Regions from separate parts of the Mus musculus genome. Here all the other regions are linked to region 1. The links are chromatin contacts, called in public HiChIP or PLAC-seq maps. All regions are on one chromosome and are shown on one strand. The core of a region is the stretch at or near the end of the contact, and the rest is flanking DNA. Distances in the headings are between cores, read along the strand shown.

Region 1 (4,561 bases), core at 1,412-3,911:
ACAAATTTACAGTGTAAAGGCAACTGTGGCGTCGCCGTGGCTCGTGACGTTAGTCATTCAAGGATGAGAACTCATGGAGAAAAGGAGATGCTCTGTGGTGAACCTGCAGGCAGAAGCCTGAGGGGTTTAGGGCGAAGCTTTGCTGCAGCAGTAGAGTGCTTGGAGTGCTTATCTGTAGCAACTAATGTGAGTAGCAAAAACACACTCAAACCAGAAGGATCAACCGTAGACAGGGGGAAGAGAGTGACTGGATGGACCAAATATCCACTCAGAGTGGTCAGATTTTAATCAAGTCTGTCTGGAAAAACAAAGTAGCACACCCACCATGAGGTAGGTGATCTCCAGGCCCTCAAATTGAGACTGGAGAGGGAGAATCAGCCTTAAGGAAGGTGTGGCCACTGGTAGGTTTCCACTGCATGATCTCTCACCCATGCACATATGGATGCCACTTACTGTCCTGAGTGGGTTCATCAAAAACAAAGAAGTAAAAAAGATGATGTTTGGAAAGGAATGTTGGAGGGAAAATGGGAGATCTGGGTGGGAGAGATGAGGGGTAACTATAATCACATTCTATTTTATATATGTATGAAATAACCGAAATTAAAGAAAAAAATGTTTTTTTAAGATTTTAAATAAAAAAGAAAGCATTTTAAAAGCACCAATGATGTTTCACCAAGGGCCCATGACACTTTCAAGGGCTTAAAAAAGTGTTTGAAGTGAATGTAATCTAGTGTAGATTATGTTAACTGTATATCACTATAGCAATGCAGTCATCTTATTTTTAATGGGAGGAAAAGAGCTACAAAGTCCAAGTGCCTTTGACATCCCATAAACGTTCCAGCTAGACTTGAGCTATGTTCTATTTACTCTTTGCAAGCTTACCACGGCTTTTCGGTAAGTTGAAATACTATAAGCACATTAATAGTGTGTTTCTTTTCTCTCTCTTACCCCCAAAACCAGCCCAAGTGAGACACATGGGCAGGATATGAATGCCAAATGCAGTCTAGCTGGGTGACAAGAGGACAGGATTTCCTAGAGAAGTCTCTTTCAGTCCAAATCTCCCTTCTCATCTCTGGAACAATTTCAAAGTGATTTCAAAGTCTGAAAGGACCAGAAGGAAAGAAAAGATGGCAATATGGTAGAATATTGTGACTTAACGAAACTTCTCATTTAGATTTGGTCACCCACTGATCTTTTTTCCTTCTTCTTTTCTTTAACACCGAATGAGCTATTCAATGGGGGTAATTCCTGAGCACAGTTTTATACTTGGTATGCACCCGGGTATATCAAATTACTGAGTAAGTATTGGGTTTAGTAAGTTAAAGTGAGCAAATAGTTAAAGGAGGCTGGTGTAAAAGCTAAGGCCAAGCATGCCTTTCTCACACACCACAGCACAACTAGACATCATTTGGGTGCGAAGTGTGTCTTCACACCCATCCAGCCATACTGTGATTTTATGATAACTCTACCAGGGAGTTAGTTAGTCCTGATGTTTTCCCTCTCATGGGATGCACATGTCAATATACTTCCCCACTCCTTCTTAGCTTTAGCTAGTGTGTGGAGTGGAACTGAAAGTAAATGATGAGCAGCTGAAATGAACCGGCTTTGATTTTAGGAGACTTTGTTAGTATTTCTTAGCAATGGGGAACAGATGCTCATCCAGAGACCAGCACAGGTGTGCTTCGCTCTCTGTGTTTCTGCAAGGGGACTTCTGAAGAGGTCCAAGAGGCAGAAGGAGGAGAGAGAAAGAGGGATGAAGGGCTGTTCTAAGCACCTCAGGAGAAGGTTTGGAGCATGTTTTCAACCATAAGAATGAACTTTAAACTTCTAAGTTACATCATCTGCTTGGCTTCTTTTTTTTTTTCTTCTTTTATTTTGAAGTCAGTTTAAACTTGGTTTCTGCCCTTGCAACTAATAAAAGCAAAACCTCTGACCAGTGTTCTTCATCTCATAGATCTTTCTAACACCAAGGAACATAATAGCAATCTCTTTACATTGCAAGTTGGTCTTGCTTATTTACATTTGGCTGCCCTCGAACTTGATAAGGGACTTGAATGGAGTCTTCTGGCATCACTGAGCAATTTCATTCATTCATTCATTCATCCAACAGACTGCTGCATTGTAATTGTGTTTCAGGCTTGCCCGCTACGTACCAGAAATTTGTAGTTGAATACAATGGACCAACAGTCTCCATTTAAAACTATGTGTTCTGTAGTAGATTATTGACGATTACATAACCGATGAAGTTGCGCATTGTCTAATTATTTAGGAAACCAATCCAAGTAATTGAGAATAGTGATGCAGAAAAGGGGTGAAGAGTGGTTGGGTTCTGTTTCATTAAGGACAAGACATAGTAGGAGAGAACTGAGGACAGGAGATGACTCAGATCCTCAGCCGAAGGTAGTCTTGTCTCAGTTGGGTGTGTGGCAAATTTCCCTCACAGGAATTTATCTATTTACACAAGAAGTAAATTCCCAATGACATAGAACTAGCACTTCTTGCTGCCAGCCCTTTGAGGGAGCCTGGCATGTTTGTTTTGTTTCACTGGGTAAACAGAAATGAGAGTAAGGGAAGCTGGAGCTCCTGTGAATCCGCGTTGCACTCTCAGGCATGAAGGCTGCTGTGGGAACTGCTGACTAACTCTGCAAAACCCCAGGAGCTCCCCAGGCAAAAGCACCTGTCAACACTAGCATTGAACAAACAGCGGCCACCGGCCAAGTCCTCCGGTGGTGTGAGGCAAATAAAATATGCTCCCTCTTAGAAGTTCATGACGTCTGGCAGGTGAAGCAAGAACAAGGCGGATCATTTTTGAAAAGCCACTCTGCACCATTGTGTATGGCCTCCAAGCAACCACTGTGAATGTGGAGTAATACATAGCAAATTAAAACTCTCTGTGTGTGTGTGTGTGTGTGTGTGTGTGTGTGTGTGTGTTTCATTTCATGATCACAACAAGGTACTGGAACCCATTTGAAATACAACATCTTACAATTCTGCAGGCATGTGAACTGTCAGCCAGAAGTAAGAGTTGGGTGACATTCTTCAGATTATGGTAGCCGAGGCACTTTCTACAAATTCTTCAAGCACAGACAAAGTTCTACTTAGCGATGGGATTTATTTCAAATCACCACAGCTCTTACAGCTTCTCAGTGTGAGTTGTGATTACAGAGCCTTACCATAACCAAGAATTTTCAGTAGGGTTCCAAACAGCCAGTATGAAGCGTACTTATCCCACATTAATATGATCCTGTGATGAGCATGAGAGATCCAAGGGGGAGGCCACCGAATTCTACCTCAGCCTTCACCGACTGTATCCCACCCCACATCAAAAGAGATATTTGTGGCACACGAAGCAACACACACACACACACACATACACACACAATGCACACACGTACATATACATACACAAAAAACACACACAACACACTCTCACACACACAAACACACAGGTACCATGGCTTAAATTGTAAGTAAATATGAGTGTAGTTTGGGCTGAGCCTACTTTTATTCTATTATTAACAATGGCAAAGTTAGATTTCTAAAATTCTCCAAAGGTTATTAATAATCACTACTCAGGGAATTATGAAGCATTTTGTTAAAAGTCTTTTAGAAACAATCTACTATTATTTCTTCATTTTTCATATGAAGAAACTTTCTAGAAGTTATCTTAGTAGGAGTATAGAAATTAACTACAATATTTCTGAGGCACAGATATTGATATTTTATTATGAAATCATGTTCCCATATGTTCTCTGTGTGTGTGTGTGAGTGTGTGTGTGTGTGTGTGTGTGTGTGTGTGTGTGTGCACATATGCATGCTTGCATGTTTGTGTGTGTCTGCTGTAACAAGGCCGGGTAGACGTGAAACAGGCTTCCTTCCTCAGCCTTCCGAGTTCTGGAATTACAGGTGTCGACCATCATGACTGACATTAACTTCTCTTTCTTCTTTAAATATTGGGCTCACATTTTATGAATTTTCACTTAACATTACATAACTATCTCCCATAATAAATATTATACTTACCTATCATATGCATGTATGTTAAACTAAGTCTCTCTTCTGAATATTGGGCTCATTTTCCTCACACCCCAACCCCTCCACGAAAGTACAATGATGTAGTTAAATATTCTCATACAGCCTTGGTTGTTTTCCTGGGATGCATTTTAAAAAAAAATTTTTTTTTGGTTTTTTGAGACAGGGTTTCTCTGTGTAGCCCTGGCTGTCCTGGAGCTCACCTTGTAGACCAGGCTGGCCTCAAACTCAGAAATCCACCTGCCTCTGCCTCCCAAGTGCTGGGATTAAAGGTGTGTACCACCACACCTGGCTCCTGGGATACATTTTGTGATATGCATGCACATACATAAAACATGGTTCTTCTCTGCAATATCCTAATTCCTCACCAATACCACTATTCTAAATTTGATCTTTTTTGTAAAATATATTCTCAGGTGATGACTTTTACAGCTCTATGTAAAACTTGTTAGATTTTCAATTTTATTTTGACTTTCTTACATATTTATTTCCTTAGATATTTTTTAAAAAATTTGTCAAAATGAACAAT
Region 2 (4,561 bases), core at 1,242-3,741, 250 kb after region 1:
TCAAATAAATGTCCCTGGGGAGTTGTATCTAGTTTTACTGAAACCACTAACCCACCCATGAGTGAAACATTAGAGAGTCTCCCTATGGACCTTTTAGCAATATGAATTGGCTCTGTGAATACTTGAGGCTCCCTCCTTGACTTTAGAGACCGTATATCTGCGGAAGCACCCGGAGACACTCAGAGACCAGTCTGCTTACAATGCAGAAGCTCTTCTGGAAGCTTAGGAGGTAAAACAAACAAACACAACAACAACAAAACCAAACAGGATTTCAGCTCTCATGAGGACTAGGCTGTGCAGGCAGGCCCTGCCAGCCTCTAGACCCAAGAGAAACATGCATGTAGGCTACTTAGACCACCCAGCCTGTGGCGTTCTATTCTGCCAGCCGAGCTAACTAACATTTTTCATGGAACAGATTCTCAAGTCAGTACATACTCTTCCTTCGTAGGGGTTATTAGAGCCCAAAACTATACACAGACACATAGGCCTTTTCTCCACCCCTGATACTCGGAGCAGTGAATGCCTTCCTTTTTATAATTAGGTGGTCAATTATTATTTGTGACGTGATGAGCGAATGTTAACACTGCTTGAGTAGAATTTCCTGATGAAATGTGAGCCAGGTGATGAAATCCAGTTTGGCCAATCTCATTCTGTGCAGGAAAAGCAGGGAACCCGTATCCCAGAGTGTCTTCTAGGAAGACCCCTGGTACTGTTTAAAAAACACCAAGCGGGTTGTTGTTGTTGCTGTTGTTTTGGTTATTTTTGTTTTTTTTTTTTAGTATCTGTGCAGTTTGGGGAGTCAAAAAGTGACTGGAGCAGAAACACCATGAGAGAAGCTAAAAACCATTAAGTGAGAAGGAGTTGGGAGAGATTGTAATAACTCTGGGATGAAAAAAAAAAAAAACGGTCAAGCAACTTGCTGTTGAAACAGATGCTAGCTTGCTTGTAAAGAGCATGGGTGTCTAAATAGCATTCCATTGCGCAATGCTTGTGAATATAAAGAGCTCCTCGGACCATCAAAAAGCCCGATAACGCATAACTGCCACGTCCAGTGCAAACAAGATTTTGTGGGGGAGGAGACAAGAAGGGAACTTGGCTGGTGGCTGGGAAATTTGAGTGAGGGCATTGAATCCACCATGGGATTCTCTGGTGTGGAAAAGACAGATCTAGACAGTGACCCTTCGCTAAGCAAAGCTGAACTAATCTTGCTTAAACCAACTGGAGCCTCCGGTGGTCAGGAGGCAGCTGTGTCTCTGGGCGGCGGAAGGGGGGTTGGGGTGGGGCAGGGCAGGGCAGGGCAGGGTGGGGCAGGAGGGGGTGTAGCAGCTCTCAATAGCTGTGGAGTGACCATGGGGCTTCTTCTCACAGTGAGGGTAATGGGGATCTTCGCCAACTGTTACTAGACGCCAGGAAATAAAATTTCCACAGCCCACAAACAATAAAAACCTCAACTAGTTTTAATGTGGTAGCAGCCAGAAACCAAGCTTCCTGTTGTTGTTCAAGGCCCCAAAGTTCACATTTACCCCCAGGTGAGTCCGTCCTGTCTCCACTGCTGCCCTCCTCCTTTTAGGCAGCGAAACAGATCAACAGGTAACTCTGGACTATGTGTCTATCTGGGAGAGTTATCAATTGCAGAGTTACTGAAAATGACTTTATGAGAGTCCGTATGCAAATACGTGTGTTCAGCCATAAGTGAACTTCAAGGAAGTACGGACAGATGATAAAACTGAACAGGAAGAATTCTCAGAATGTGTCAAAGGATTTGCTCTACCTCAGGGTAAAATCGAAAAGGGCATCTCATTCCTTTTTTTCTTTTTTTTCTTGGTTGTGTGAAGTAGGAGAACCTGAAATGCAGGTTTCGATATTAAAATTAGTTAAGGAAATTGGTGACTTCGGGAGACTCAACAGTGGAAAGGGAAAATGAAGAGGAAATAATTACAGTTGACGTTAATTGGATGACTCATGACAAATAGAGAGAGCCCTTGGAACACAGTGCGCAAACAGCCAGTGCGGGTTAACTGCCGCTCACTGGGTTTGGTTTTGCTAGGGGGAAAAAAAATCACAAGGCTTCAGCACAGAAGAGGAAAAACTTTTTTTTTTTTTCCGATTGTCCAGAGAGACCACACATGTATTTGGCAACGGTGCATCAATGTCCGGCAACTCTAGCTAAGATGGTGAATGATTGCAGAGCTCGGGGGAATTCTGGGATTTACTTGGGGTGACAGCAGATCCCGAAGCTCATCGTCCCTGTTCTTCGCCTGACATATTATCCTTGTACTCTTATCTTTTTGACCCTTGTAAGTACAGACCTCAACCCTCTTCAAAGAGTCATCACTTAAAGGTACAGTGGAGACAAATAAAATTGTTCAATAAATAGTATCCGAAAGTAAGGTCTACGAAGAAGAAAATTTAAGGATTCAAGACTGAAGACTCTTGAACCACACGGAGTCCTTGCCCTTTGCCTCACCCATCTGAGGAAAAGGGCGTCAGGAACACACAAAATGTTTCTGGTTAGAATCAAAGCTCCTATCATGGAGCAGAGGTGACAATACTAACTAAAGACTACCATCTAGTGGCCATTTCGAAGAACTACATGAATTAACAAAGAAGGCCAACAATTCATGAAAACCTGTATTAGTGTTCTCCACTTTGTATCAAGGGAAACAATCGCTTAGAGATACCTAAATATGTGGTAAGTGTTTTTTATTATTAGAATCTAGTTGAAAGCCCATACTAGGTCACAAGACGGCTCAGATGCAGGCCCACAGTGTTGTCTTCATCAATCTGTTTATAACACTAGTGTAGGAATCTACTTACAATACAATATTGTTGCAATCTAAAACACCCTGTATGGAAAGGACAGAAATACAATAAATATGAGTTGTATTGTTATATATGTATTCAGTAATGTAAATGGAGAATTATGACTCTCTCTATTCGGTTGTTGACTCCCCCCTGATTTTCCCTGGACTACCGATTCACAGACTCCCAGAAGCACCGACTCCAATAGCCCCAGAGTCTGAATGACTACCTGGATTCATGAACTCTGCCTGTTTGAGCTTCAACTATTAACTTAACCCTAAAGTGAAGTCTTAGGTTCTCCAGTTCTCCCCATTACCAGAGACAGCTGCTTCGTCTCCTGAAATGCCAGCCTCACCCATGAGACAGGATGGTGAAGGTTAGAGTGAGAAGATTTAGTCAGATTAGGTGCCTGGTCTCCAGGGTGCTTTCAATTCTGACAAAATAGATATTGTTGCCATCAGTGACCCCTTCATTGATCTCAGCTACGTGCTTCAGCATCCTACCCACAGCAAGTTCTATGACACAGTCAAAGCTGGGAACAGACAGCTTTAAAAAGGGGGGGACCTCTAATGACTTCTTTTGTGATTGGGTTACCTCACTAAGGATGATGGAGTATTACTCAGCTATTAAAAACAATGAATTTATGAAATTCTTGGACAAATGGATGTATCTGGAGGATATCATCCTGAATGAGGTAACCCAATCACAAAAGAAGTCATTAGATGGGTATCATCGGGAGCCATCTTGGATCCGGGACTCCGCCGAAAGTAGTCTGCACAGGTGAGAGTGTGCACTACAGAAGCTAACAGCTTCTGGGACAGGCAGGAGCCACAGAGCTTCTGAGGCAGTCCCCTTTTCGGCTCCAGACATCTGGCCACCTTCCCGGCCAGAGGACAGGTGTCTGCCTGGCCCGGGAGAACTTTGTCTCAGCATCGGCGGGAGCCATCTTGGATCCGGGACTCCACCAAAAGTAGTCTGCACAGGTGAGAGTGTGGACTACAGAAGCTAACAGCTTCTGTGACAGGCCAAAGCAACACAGTTTCTGGGAAAGGTCCTGTTTTGGGCCTTCATCTTTGGCCAGAAGGGAGGTCCGAATGCCAGATATCTGTGCACCTTCCCCGTAAGAGGAGATTGCCTGCAGAGTGTGCTCTGACCACTGAAACTCAGAGGAGAGAGCTAGTCTCCCAGGTCTGCTGATAGAGGGTAACAAAATCACCAGAGGAACAATCTCTAAACAGAGACAACTATAACAACTAACTCCAGAGATTACCAGATAGCGAAAGGTAAACATAAGAATCTTATTAACAGAAACCAAGACCACTCACCATCATCAGAACCCAGCACTCCCACTTTGCCCAGTCCAGGGCACCCCAACATACCTGAAAACCTAGACCCGGATTTAAAAGCATATCTCATGATGATGGTAGAGGACATCAAGGAGGACTTTAATAACTCACTTAAAGAAATACAGGAGAACACTGCTAAACAGGTAGAAGACCTTAAAGAAGAAGCACAAAAATCCCTTAAAGAATTGCATGAAAACACAACCAAACAGGTGATGGAATTGAATAAAACCATCCAAGACCTAAAAAGGGAAGTAGACACAATAAAGAAAACTCAAAGTGAGGCAATGCTGGAGACAGAAACCCTAGGAAAGAAATCTGGAACCATAGATGTGAGCATCAGCAACAGAATACAAGAGATGGAAGAGAGACTCTCAGGTACAGAAAATTCCATAGAGAACATCGGCACAACAATC
Region 3 (4,561 bases), core at 1,044-3,543, 160 kb after region 1:
TTGTAGTCTGATGAATGAGAGCACATCAAAGTTTTGATTAGATGCAATGTGTGAAAAATAAGAGTTAGGACATGATCACACACATCTAGCATAAAACAAATTGGACATTTAATCAATATGAGTTGTTATAGACAGCATGATGTATGTACAAAATAGAATACTACTGAAAAACAAAACCACCTTACATATGCTGCAATACAAAGATATCTAAGAGATTTTTTTCTAAAACAGAAGCACCCAGAGTACTTTCTTATTTACATAGAGAAAATTTACCAGCACATATGTTGTTATATTCATTGGCTAACTTTGGAAAATTGCATACACATTGGTACAGTCTTTATCCTAAAAGGGCAATAACTAGAGTGACTTTTTCTTTGTACTACTAAAATGTCTATAACTTTGTTATACAGCTGAAAATAACTTACAACATTATACACAGTGCCATGTGTGTGCACATATATGTGTTCATAAACTTCATGGACAAGACAGAAAGTGAGTCTCATTATCCATCTTAGGAGTAATTTATTATATGAGACGTACCTTAATGTAGAGCCCGGACTTAATACAGCTATTTACACAAGGGGTACTAACCACTGCTATCTTTATTCTACTTAAATGTTAATTGGCATAATCATCATTAAAAATAATTTTCATGGGTGAATTGAGTTGTACTCAAGAAATGTTTATTAATTTAAAACCAAGACCTTTGTAGCCTACGAACAGGAGCACACAAATCTAAATAGTGTCCCAAACCTGAGGCTCCAATACAATCTTATATGTTACCAAACTATGTAGCTATTTTTGTCTCAAGAACGTTGCCACAGCAGTATGACATGTATTTCCATGTAAGACCCCTATGGTACTCTCTAGGGGACTGACAGTTCACAGATATGAAACTTGTAAGAACCAAGCAGATGATAGTTAGTGGATACTTGATGACAACAGTTTTCCAGTTACCCGAATTTAGTTCAAAATGTGCTTTCATTGACATATTACAGCCTGGCTTGTAGGATAAGAGAATTGTGTTGATTATCCTGTTATGCTTATGTGTAGCTTATGATATTCACCAGCCAGAATCTTAGAGCTATGAAGGTTCTGCTTGGCTGTGTCCACTTAACAATGACTAATTGAAAAACAAACGACTACCCTTGACCAGATAAGTATTGCCTAAGCTCTAATTGATGTATGTTCCACTTCTATCTAGGACATAAAAGCTACCCTCAGTAAAGTCAATACCATTGGCTTAGAGGACTTCATTTTTCATCTTGTGTGTTTTCTTTTACATGAGAAGGCTGTTCCTCCTGGCTCCTAAACATATTTTCAGCAAGACTGGTGATGACAAGCGATAGATTTGACAGTAAGATACTGACATCTTTGGCAAGAACATCCTCTCCATTCTCTCTACATCACTTAGTATGTGAAGTAGTGTTCCATAAGATGCAAGCATCACTTGCCTTTAATGTCCCAGGTAGAGAATGGACAGGATCAGAGCCTCTTCAGGCTCCCTACTAGATCCAAGAAGAGAAATTTGTTTAAGGAAACGAAGAAAGATATTTCACTTTCGGCTAACCATAGAAATCCCAACAATCCCCCTATTCTAAAAACCATGAACTAAACTTCATCAGAATGTCTTCTTGTGACACATTCTTTACAGTGGCTTTCCCACTGAAAGCCTCGTTAACACCCCTTCTGGGTGCTTTTATATTAAGATAAAGTTTGCTGTAAACAGTCTGATCTTCCAGGGAAGAATACTTGGTTGAGGGAAGGGCTGGTGGCACCATAGCCCCGTAAGAACTTTCCAAAGAAGAAGAAACATGCCAGGGAGCAGCAGGGTGCAGCAGGGAGCAGCCAGGACCCTGGAAGCTGCTCTTTGGACACACTTGCTTTCTGACTGCTTGTGTCAAAACACCTGGGAACAGCTGAACCGAAGCACTAGGCCAGATCTAGCCTCAGGGCTCAAGTGCACAGGCTTTCCATCTCTGTGTAAACACTACCATTTCCTCTCATCTTCTGCTGGGGGAAGGACATGACAGAGAAGAAGCAGCAGCCTCAAAAAAAGCTGCAAACGGTGAGAAGCACTAGAGATGCACAGGAAAGAGAAGGTTAGAATGGACCCTAATCTCACCTTCCCAGGAATAAATAACACTGCCTAAGGAGAGCACAAATCCAAGCTTTGGTTAGTTGAGCAAGCTCTCTGGAGGCTACCAAAGGGAAGTGGTTCCTGTAGGGAGCTGGTGGGGGTGGGGAAGGTGGGGTGGGGTGGGTGGTGACTGGATAACAAGGTAAGAAGGTTGCTCATTACTGCAGTGGGTTTAGTCATACCCCCCGCCCCCACCCTCCAGCATGGTGTTTGAGAACTGTTCAGATTGTAAGGGAAAGAAGACAGACTGCCTTTCCTAAGCGTTTCTGTTTCTAGATGTGACGTGTGTGTGTGTGTGTGTGTGTGTGTGTGTGTGTGTGTGTGAATATATCTCCACTATGTAAATAATTATACAATGAAAGCCTAGCTGTGCTGGCCCAGGACCCAGGGAACTGGGGAGAATTCTTCCCAGGATTCTTTGGGAAGTGGAAGTGCAAGAAGGGACCCTACTTAGAATGGAGTGCAGTCAAGGAAGAAATTCTTCATTTATAGTATGATAGGGGCTCAAGTTCAGCTTTTAGAGTATTTGCCTGAGATATGCAAGGCCCTGGATTTGACCCACTGAATTACAAAGTGATAATGATAGTAATAATAATACTATGTAAAGCTGCAACATAAGAACCAATAATAACAGTATCAATAATACTAAGTAAAACTGCAACCAACCTGGGCTGGCGAGATGGCTCAGCAGTTAAGAGCACTGACTGCTCTTCCAAAGGGCCTGAGTTCAACTCCAAGCAGCCACATGGTGGCTCACAAACATCTGTAATGGGATCTGATGCCCTCTTCCAGTGTGTCTGAAGATAGTTACAGTGCACTCATCATATACATAAAATAAATAAATAAAATCTTTTTAAAAAAGCACAAAGCGATGTTCCCAAATACTAAACAAGCAGAGAATACCACTTTTATTCAGAATAAGCTGGGAGCACACATGCAGCCATGTAGATGATAGATGTGAGAATGTCTACCGCACCCTCATTCCTCAAAAGTTCACTTATAAGGTAATCACACTCATGTGTTTATCATGGGAGAATATATGCCTAATTTAAATACCAAAAGATAATATTTAACTTAATGTCAACAGTATAAATGGAGTAGCAGAACCAAGTATGATATATTTCACTGCTATCAGAATGGTTGTTCTAAGTCCTATCAGTGCTGTACCCTGAGTAACCATGAGAACAAAAACCTTCTCATTTATATATAGTACTGATGATTTTAAGTGCATGTATAAACTTCCGTCAGTACTTTTATTCTATCTTGATATTTAAAAGCCATGTATTGCACTTTCAATGTGTTATAAGGCAATGGGCTGGCCAATACCTACCATGTACAGAAAGCACTGACATCATTAGGCAGACAGACAGACAGACATCAGCAAGCTTAGGGGCCATTACAGATATCCTCTTTCCATGTGGAAACCTCCCTCCCTTTAAGTATATGAAAAAGTAGACTTATTGGGGGCTTTTTTTGAGGTACCTTCCTCTTAGTCAAAAGAATGGAATCTGAATTCTATTTCTGACCATGGCTGGAAATAAGATATTCAGGTTGACGCCCCAAGAGCAGAACCTTACATACATACTGTTGTCTCTTGTGACTTGCTTTGTCAGTCACCTGGCCAGGAGGCCATTCTTCAGGAAAGCTGCCTCCCCTGTAGGTTTGCAAAGGAGCTGAGAGGACCGACTATCCCCTAATAATCAATACTTACACTCACAGCATCCTCTCCCTGGGATGGCTGTTTACAAGGCTACTGTAGCACCTAGCTCACTTGCTTTTTTGAGTCTTAACACCAGACTGGAGCCTTTCCTTGCCCACCTCTTCTTTGAATACAGGCCCAAGCTCTAGGGACTCTTTTCCTCTGGGCTCTCTCGCTGCTTTTCCTCTAAACAATAACTAGCTCTTTCTACAGCGGCCTAGAGACTGCCATTACTGACCTGAGCTCAAAACCTGTGGCTTTCCGAAACTCTTCTCCTCTCTCTCCTTTCTCCCAAGCAGTTGTCTGGGTTTCATACTTTGTTTATCCTGCAGTCTTTCTCTCAAACTCTCTTAAAACGGTCCTTGAGCTTACTTCCCAAGTCCACATCTTTCAAAAAATTCTTTTATCAATAATATCAAGAACGTACAAAATAGAACTCCAAGTCACAAGTAACAAGGACCCCTGGAATGTGGTTGGGATATATATTGTTTATACGTGCAGGTCACAACTGACTAGTAATGTGTCACAATTGCATACATATTTAATGGGAATCAAGAAAAAAAAAGATACAGAAATATTCCAAACTAGAACATATGAACTAATTCCACACATATCGAAGAGCCCCCAATGTCTTGTTGACTTGGAGCTGCAGATCTGCAGATCGAAAGACATAAGCGTGCCTGCCCATGTTTATGGAGTGTTAGAACTTCTTACACTTTCTT

The links. HiChIP or PLAC-seq counts read pairs in DNA pulled down with a chosen protein or histone mark.
Region 2: a contact with region 1 is called in a FOXA1 HiChIP or PLAC-seq map of pancreatic cancer cells. The contact joins two enhancer-like sites. A contact is called at or near these places in 2 of 15 datasets of contacts at CTCF or cohesin (the NIH/3T3 cell line and large pre-B cells), 1 of 484 Hi-C or Micro-C datasets (pancreatic cancer cells), 9 of 115 datasets of contacts at active chromatin or transcription factors (the NIH/3T3 cell line, embryonic fibroblasts, embryonic stem cells and 3 more) and 1 of 9 other capture datasets (embryonic stem cells).
Region 3: a FOXA1 HiChIP or PLAC-seq map of pancreatic cancer cells shows a contact between it and region 1. The contact joins two enhancer-like sites. A contact is called at or near these places in 1 of 39 promoter capture datasets (the 3T3-L1 cell line), 1 of 15 datasets of contacts at CTCF or cohesin (the NIH/3T3 cell line) and 1 of 115 datasets of contacts at active chromatin or transcription factors (pancreatic cancer cells).

What each region holds. Positions count from the first base shown.
Region 1 is chr13:109,479,726-109,484,286 of GRCm38.p6, reverse strand. All of the region lies in intron 3 of Pde4d (phosphodiesterase 4D, cAMP specific), which reads right to left. Among named protein-coding and RNA genes, the nearest start is that of Gm32703, 41 kb to the right of the region's middle. Within about 2 kb of position 2,661, at least 48 of the 459 cell types and tissues checked have an H3K27ac peak or open chromatin away from gene starts, as enhancers often do. A contact at or near this core is called in pancreatic cancer cells, where this site is marked.
Region 2 is chr13:109,227,366-109,231,926 of GRCm38.p6, reverse strand. All of the region lies in intron 3 of Pde4d (phosphodiesterase 4D, cAMP specific), which reads right to left. Among named protein-coding and RNA genes, the nearest start is that of Mir582, 95 kb to the left of the region's middle. Within about 2 kb of position 2,491, at least 151 of the 459 cell types and tissues checked have an H3K27ac peak or open chromatin away from gene starts, as enhancers often do. A contact at or near this core is called in pancreatic cancer cells, where this site is marked.
Region 3 is chr13:109,316,538-109,321,098 of GRCm38.p6, reverse strand. The region is part of intron 3 of Pde4d (phosphodiesterase 4D, cAMP specific); the gene reads right to left. Among named protein-coding and RNA genes, the nearest start is that of Mir582, 5.9 kb to the left of the region's middle. Within about 2 kb of position 2,293, at least 9 of the 459 cell types and tissues checked have an H3K27ac peak or open chromatin away from gene starts, as enhancers often do. A contact at or near this core is called in pancreatic cancer cells, where this site is marked.